Linked DNA regions of Zea mays: region 2 is linked to region 1. The links are chromatin contacts, called in public Hi-C maps. All regions are on one chromosome and are shown on one strand. The core of a region is the stretch at or near the end of the contact, and the rest is flanking DNA. Distances in the headings are between cores, read along the strand shown.

Region 1 (4,335 bases), core at 1,112-3,611:
CACATACTTCCTCTTATTTGGTCTCTGTATAGCAGAATTATGTCATTCTATAATCTATGTTCGTTCAGTCTGTCATTGTGAACCCTCTTCTAATCGCTCCTTTCATTAGTCGTGTTGTATCAAGATATATTGGATGGAGTAAACAATAACATCAGTTAGTCAAATCAAAATAATTAGTATGCGAAGAGCGGAGACAATAAATAAAAAATGTTGAGATTTTTTTGTAGATAGTTTATGTGGGTATTGTTGTGAGCCATCGCAACGTACAGCCAACCGTCTAGTACTATTAATGTAAGGAATCAAACAACATCTCTAACGGGCCAAGCTGAACACATGGAGATAACCAAATATGAGACAACCAGGCCGGCCACAACCAATCTCACTCGATACGAGTGAGACTCAACCATACAGTCAACCACTCAGACCTTTAAAGATCTAAGAGTTACCACATATCACTCTTTTACTGATAAATAGATAAAAAAATACTACTTCCATTCTCGAGAATATTTGTTGTCCGCTAATTTATTTTTGAACTAAAGCGCGACAAATAAAAAAGAACGGAGTGAGTAAGTCTTAATTAATCTTAGAATTAGTTCGAGATCACATTCACGTGAGCACCACCACCGAATACAACACATGGAATGACATTTATTTAAAAGCTCTGATCGATGCTTGTCCACAGTAATATAAGGAATACAACAGCATGCAACAACGTTTATTTAAAAGCTGACGCTCGTCGTCCACGGTAACATAAGCAAGAGCATAGGCAATCACAATTCATGCTTTCGCCGAGGCTAGATCTGGTTTAAAAGAGGAGGGAAGCGACAGGAAGTCTCCCCACCCACATGGTCCAGAAATCCAGCCCGCAGGCAGCACTCGACGGTGTCCACGATCGTCTCCTCCAGCGGTCGGCAGCTCCACCCGATCTTCTTCAGCTTGTCAGAGGTCATCGGCGCTGGGTGGTCTCTGTCAAGTATGCTCTCGCTGCCATTCAATTAGCCACCAGATGCAACATTTAGCAAAAATGGGAGAGTTACCTTTTTTGTAATCTTTTCATCTTACTGTATAGAATAGTAGAAGCGAGATCTTTTACTTGGCAATGCAAGGGTAGTCAGGGTACATGCTCTTCAGCAGATCCAGCAGGTCGCGGGCACTGATAACATGAGGCGCGCAGATGTGTCTGCCGGTCGCTTCAGGCACCTCGTAGAGCAGCAGCATGGCGTCGGCCACATCACGGACGTCGACGATATGCCAGAGCTTGTTCTTCACCGGGTCGGGGCCTCCTGCATGCATGCATCGGCCGGCGTGGATGTCGTGAGCTAGCTATGAATGGATCGGGAGACAGATAGCTAGTACATGTCAAGTGCCAACCTTTGAGGAAGTAGATGAGGAACTGGATGGTCGTGTTGACCGTCGGCTGCAGCATGGGGCCGAACACCAACCCTGGATTGATAGTCACCACGTCGAGCCCGGTTTGCTGCCCGTACGCCAGCGCCGCCTCCTCTGAGATGATCTTAGCCACCGGGTACCAGCTCTGGAGTACACAAACCGGCTAAGCAGATCTTGCAATAATCGTCCAAAATAACAGATCTTGGCCGTGCGTCCTCTAAAACTACGTACGCAACATGCAGAAGTTACTAGTAAAGTTTACCTCAATGCTCCTGCAGAACTCTCGGTCTGACCAGCACCTCTCATCTCGGACCTTACCTTCAGGCCAATCTTTGGGGCTGATCTCGACGGCAACCATGGACGACACCACCACCACTCGCTGGACGTTCGCGCTGGAGGCAGCTTTGAGCACATTCGTGGTGCCGGTAACAGCAGGACCCAGCATTTGTAGCTGCACATTATATTGTTTCTGAATTAAGAGAGAACATCAGATTCAACGAAAGCGGGAAACAAACAGAACTTGCCTCTGGGTCAGTCAGGTCCTCCGAAGGCACAGGAGTGGCCACATGGAAAACCCCCTGGCACCCGACGACCGCAGCTGCCATGGCGTCGTAGTCCAGCAGGTCAGCCTTGAAGATCCTAAGGTTTCCGGCAGCATTCTCCAGGCGCTTCAGGTGGCCTGTCTTCTCGTCACCTGAAATGCCGTGTCGTCCTGAATATGCAAGCGAAACCAGTACGTCCAACAGGACAGGGAAGGAGAGGAAGGGTGGATGCCAGGTTGCGCACTGAGGTGGCGGACGGTGCCGTGCACGGTGTACCCGCGGGAGAGCAGGAGCTTCACTACCCACGAGGCGATGAACCCGCCGGCTCCGGTCACGCACACCGTTGCACCTCCTCCGGCCATGGCGTTGACGATGTCTCCGGTACTCCGTACTCCTTTCCCGTGTCACAGCCACTGCTAAGCTGCTCGTCTTATATCGATAGACGATCGCTAGCGTCCGCAGCGAGTTCTGAGCACGTTTGTCGCATGGCAAGTAGTAGCGGCGGAGCCGGACAAGAATCAAACATACAACTATTAACAATTATTAAGTGTTAACAATAAAAAAAGTGTCTAAGTCACGTTGAGTTAAAAGGGCTTTAGATGGTTTTTTAATTACATGAAGATGACGGGGCTGTTTGGTTTAATTTGACTAGGGTTAGTCGCTCGAATAACTAATCTTATACATAAAAATTAGACAAATTATGACGCCTTAGCCAGAAAACCAAACAACCACTACATATTCAATGTGAAGATTGGAGGCTGAAATATTGTATATTATCCAATCTATTAAAATCCAAAATTGCTTAGACGGATGTCACTCAATTAAGTGTGTCCGTTTGCGTGGCCTATATTAATTGATTAATAGATATAGACATTCCAAGATCTGTTTTCAAAATCGATTAATAAACATGGTCTCGACAAAAGTCTGGCTTCTAAAAATAATTAAAAATAACTTAACATTATGCATATGAATTAGTTAGACATAGATCAAATGAAATGCACTTGTTGTGGTGCTGCTCTAGTTACAAGTTTCTCGATGACCACCAACAAATTGTGAAGATGTCGCATTTGGGCTCATTTTTTCCATAAGACAAGGCTAATTCTGTTATAAACTAAGTGATATTTTTGCCATCTCTTTTGATAAAAGAGATCGATGACAACTTCCATACGAAACTGAGTGAAAGGTGCATTTTATTTCATATAAATTACGTAATAAACTAGACATTTAGGTCTTGTTTGGTTACATGAACTAAATATTAGTCTCTTCATTTTAGTCTCATTTAGTCCATAAATTGTCAAATGGTGGGACTAAAACAGGACTAAACAGATTTAGTCCATAGTCCCTCAAAAGATGACTAAAAGGGATTAAACCATATTAATTCCATATTTTCCCTCATTTATTTTAGTTGCACTAATAGCAGGAAAATGACAAGGGCGTTTTGGTCTTATTATAAGTCATTTAATGTGTTGTGGATATTTTTAGTCACTCAACTAAAGCAACCAAACAAACCCTTACTTGTAATCAACCATTCTCTCCATTGAATATCAATATTATTAGTGTGTGATTAGAACACATATTTGACAATGACTATATGTTCATTTTGATATTAAATTTATTTTTTATGGGTTATTATATCCTCATGTGTCTCTCAACCGTTACGCTGCTGGTTGGACCTAACTTACTTCAAACAATATCATCAAACATGATTGTGTGCCAAACATTAGGCTTGGACATGCTGGCGCCAGCCTATCATACGCTAGAGACCATTATAAATTTCTAAAATATATTTGAAATCTCAAATAAATTATAGAGTAATATTTTTAAGAGAATAATATAACAGTAACAATCAAACAATTATCAAGTGCTAACAAATAATAAAAATACCATCGCCGAGTTCCAACCATTCTGATGTGACGTTGGAATAATTGTGACACTCAACCTGCAAAACTAGAATATTGCAATGAATAGATGCCCCTCTCAAGAAGCGATGATGGACTGAGCATGTATAAAAGCTTTTATAGAACTAAATAAACATGTCACGTGAAGAAGGCATTAAAATAATGTTGGTCACCTGTTTGAGTTTCTAAGTAGCACTATAATAGGACAACACAATTAAGGTAATGTGTTTTTTCGTTCTTTTTTTGTTTACTTATAATAAAAAGGTGAATCATATGGAGAAGGTTAGAAAAGTTGACAGGTATGGAAACATAACAACAAGTAGGGGTGTAATCAAATCAGATAAGGACGAATATTACTAGTTCTATATTTGTTTCCATATTTTTTTTCGGATTCGAATTGGATACGGATATTATTAGGTTGTGTCGGATAAGATTTGAATGGATATTTACATGTTAAATATCTAACTTTAAGAATACAGATACGGATAACATTACTATACGAATCG
Region 2 (4,117 bases), core at 1,213-3,712, 250 kb before region 1:
ATTGGAATCTATGAACGGGTTCATTGTTGTGGAGCAGTGTATGCGAAGTGTGAGTGAAGTGTTGAGGTAGTGAGTATTTATAGAAGGGATACGCTTCGGAGAGAAGCCATACTCTTGTCGTGCAGCCGAAGCTAGTCGATGGCTTCTTCAATAAGTGTCGTGGCTTACGGTGGAAGCATGACATTTTCTAAACAATTTTCCGTACAATTTAAATACCGTGACACGTTTTTGAACAACAATTACAGAAATCAAAAAATGGAATGTTATTTTTTGTTACAATTCGAAAGTATGAATGAACCATTTTTTATATTATTATTTGTAAAAATATTGAATACATTATTTTTATCAGCCTTACAATTTGATGAAATGGGTACAAATCAAAGAAAACAAAAAAAGAAATGGAAAAAGGAATTCTGTTAACACTGTAGCTTTAGGGGACCGAATTTAGGGGACGTTGCTGGAGACACAGAATATATAGGGGACAGAATCTTTTAGAGTGTTCTGTAAAGTACAGGGAATATTCCTTTAGGGGACGAAATTTAGGGAACGTTGCTGGAGACAGCCTAATGCTGGAGCGCATGACCACAGGAGTACACCTCTTAAAACTTTAGGCGGCTTGTCCCAGCTTATTTGTTGTAAGTTGTAACCCTTATGTTTTTCTAGTTCCTGTTATGAACATTATATTCCTCAACACTTTGATGAATCGGTAGAGCACCTACCAGACTTTACCAAAAAAAAAATCAATGGCACATTTGCTTAGTTTAATCGGCCACCATACCTTGCAAACCTTGATTGATGGTTACAAAAACGGAATCTTGCAGAAGAAAGAGGTTCCCTGCACGTTTGTCTCCTTCCCGGCCGGTTCATTCGGTGTGTTCTTCTTGTCCATTTGCGTCTTGTATTTTGGTGTTGGATTGGGACAATCCTCCAAGTGGCAACTCGCAAGCGGAACTGGGGACTCACGCATGATGGCTGGCTCTCTGCTTTCAGGTGGTCCCAAGAACGCCCACCTCCGGCAGCTGTGGACAGGGCCTTGGACTTGGAGAGAGGTTGCTCCTGTTCAAGGCCGACATGCCCGATCCCGACGCCCTGGCGGCCGCGGTCGCCGGGTACGAGGGGTCGCCTCTCCTGTGTCCTGTGCCCGTAGATAAGGTCCTCAATCGTGAGGAAAGTTCCGGTCCAATCCACCAGTAGAAAAAGACTCAAAGCCTGCGATACGGTATATTTTTATAGACGGATTCGATTATCAATCGTTTATACTATTTTTAGTAGCGGTTTCTTAAGAAAACCGCCACTAGAAATCGTATTTCTAGAGGCGGTTCCTTATAAAAACCGTCTGCAGAAATATATGATTTATAGTGGCGGTTTTCTTAAGGAACTGTCACTAAAAATCATTTTTATCCTTAATTTTTTGAGTTTTTCAAACGACCTCGTATGATGAAACCATCAAAATAAAAGTTGTAGATCTCTAAAAATTATAAAACTTTGTAGTTGATAACTTTTTAATTTGAAATCATTTTGGCTCTCAAAAATTGTATCTAAATTTGTCAAATTTAAAATTCAAATTTTGCAAACGACTTCGGATGAAAAAAGTGTCAAAATGAAAGTTTTAGAACTTTAAAAATTATTCAACTTTGTAGTTGACAACTATTTTATTTGAATTTGTTTATGGTCTCAAACAAGCAATTTACACTCAGTTGATTGTAATATGTGGGCAACAAAACTACACACTAGACACAAATCATGCCATAATCGGAGTGGTAGAGGAGGGTACGCGTGAGGCTGAGGGCAGAGGTTCGATTCCTAGCAAGTAGCAACCGTGTGTAGTGCACGAAAAATTCCACGACTTACGACTTAAATGGAGAGTTGGAGATGGACAGGGGTGTGCCGCGAAGTCTCCTAATAAAAATATTTTTTTGTTATTTTTAGAATCTGTTTTATGTTTCCTGGAAACGATTTTCACTGGCGGTTTTATTACGCCGACCGCCAGTGAAAATCGATTTTTACTGGCGGTTCTCAGTTACCCGCCTGTAAAAATGGTGATTTCTACTAGCCTCTAACACTGGCGGTTACGAAAAACGTCACTGTAAATAGGTTTACGACCGCCACTATAGAGCTTATATTTACCCGTGATCTCTTCCAATTGACACCGTGTTGGTGTTGTTCTGACTTCTGAACCGTGTACGTGAATCGCAGTCTTCCAGAATACCCAAGATGTATATAAGTAGGTAACTAATACAAAGAGAAAAATTACAGGGTATTGATCGTGTTCTTGAGAGTACGTGATCGATTAATCCTCGTCGAAGATTCAATCGTCGGCGAAAAGTCTGTTGGATGGTTTATTCATTTCAGTGGAATAGGATGAACCTGCATTTACGGAAAAAAAAATTCTCTCTTTTGATGACCCAACCCTGTGAAAACAAAACAACCCTCAGCTCAGAAGATGTCCAAACTCCAAACACACGAAAAGGGGAGCGTGCGACGACTTTCAGCTGACCTGCAGAGTTGAATGTGCATTTTTGGTCGTTTGCATCCTTCGCGGCCGGCTCTTTCTGCGTGTTCTTCTTCTTGTCGATTTCCGTCTTGTGTATATACTATATACTATGCTGCTGGTGCTGGGTTGCAAGCAAGTGGCAACTGGCAATATACGGACAAGCCGTGGCGGGTATATACGGACGAAGAGGAGGACCGGAGGAGGAAGCTTCAGTGAGGCCCTGCACTGCAGCGGGATGGCGTCGCCGCCGCCACCACGCGTATGCGTAACCGGTGGCGGCGGGTACGTCGCCTCATGGCTCGTCAAGCTCCTGCTCTCCCGCGGCTACGCCGTGCACGCCACTGTCCGCGACCCAAGTAAGTAACAAGCATGCACACCCCATGCCGCTCTCCAGCTGCTTCTGCGTTTGCGTCTGCGTGAACACGCGCTGGGAGTTGGGGCCGGGGGACTCATGCATGTCGGCCGGCTCTCTGCTTCAAGGTGATCCCAAGAACGCCCACCTGCAACAGCTGGACGGGGCCCGGGAGAGGTTGCGCCTGTTCAAGGCCGACGTGCTCGACCGCGACGCCCTGGCGACCGCGGTCGTCGCGTGCGAGGGCGTCTTCCACGTCGCCTCCCCTGTGCCCGCGGACAAAGTCCTCGATCCCGAGGCAAGTCCCGGTCCAATCTCCTCGGATAATCGTCGGATTGACATTGGCACCTAGCTACTGCTCTCCTCTTAAATCTATTGCTCAATAGTTTTATGGACGTTTTTGCTGCTTAACCATATGCCGAGTGAAACAAACCCATGCAGTCCGAGGTGCTGTCTCCTGCTGTCAAGGGCACTCTGAACGTCCTCCAGGCCTGCTCGGCAAACAACGTTCAGAAAGTTGTCGTGGTTTCGTCCACGGCTGCCGTTTACTTTAACCCGAGCTGGCCCCAAGGTAGAACCAAAGACGAGAGTTGCTGGTCAGACAGAGATTTATGCATTAAGAACGAGGTTAGCGATGCAATTCCAGTCCCGTCAATTCTTCTGGCTGTTAATATGACTTCACCTAGCTTTTTTACCATTCATTACCAGTTCTTGTTTCCAACTGATGCTGCCAGGGAGGACTATGTTAGGCCTAACTAGCTGTTCTTGCAGAACTGGTACTGTGCTGCCAAGACGATTGCTGAAGAAACTGCAGTGGAGTATGGAGAGAAGAACGGGCTGATTGTTGTCACGGTCTGCCCTTGTATCGTTTTAGGCCCACTCCTGCAGCCGCTGATCAATGCCAGCAGCGAACTCCTCGTCTACATTATAAAAGGTGGCTTTTATATATTCCTGCTAGTTTCAAATATCCACTGGTTGGATAATTACTCGCATGGTAATTTTACTTATTGCCTTCGACTGTACCCAAAATAGTATTCGTTCTAGGTTCATTGTTATCAATTTGAATATGGACAACAAAGGGCCTAAAACAGAGGGAGTACTTGTTAGCATTCAGTGACTAGTTCCCAACTTCGACGTGGTTAATGGGTTGTAGAAGGGATCGGAGCCACTAGATTGGTAGTAATAGAGAATAGTGAAAGCTATGTTACTCGTTTGAACGTCATTTCCAGATAAAGTTTGTTCACTTGATGAATCTGTATTGAGGTACATAT

Evidence for each region. Hi-C and Micro-C count contacts between places; a contact is called where the count stands out from the background.
Region 2: a Hi-C map of ear shows a contact between it and region 1, with 3 times the contacts expected there. The contact joins the promoter of LOC103632940 here to the promoter of LOC100284190 in region 1. A contact is called at or near these places in 3 of 25 Hi-C or Micro-C datasets (ear and tassel).

Annotation. Positions count from the first base shown.
Region 1 is chr7:139,004,169-139,008,503 of Zm-B73-REFERENCE-NAM-5.0, reverse strand. It overlaps LOC100284190 (dihydroflavonol-4-reductase), which reads right to left and starts at 2,361. Exons shown (of 6, transcript NM_001157086.2): 1 at 2,176-2,361; 2 at 1,914-2,083; 3 at 1,652-1,840; 4 at 1,372-1,534; 5 at 1,094-1,283; 6 at 547-984. The coding sequence starts at 2,293. The coding sequence ends at 795.
Region 2 is chr7:139,257,725-139,261,841 of Zm-B73-REFERENCE-NAM-5.0, reverse strand. LOC103632940 (cinnamoyl-CoA reductase 2) reads left to right here and starts at 2,462. Exons shown (of 6, transcript XM_008654648.3): 1 at 2,462-2,850; 2 at 2,975-3,144; 3 at 3,288-3,473; 4 at 3,618-3,780. The coding sequence starts at 2,604.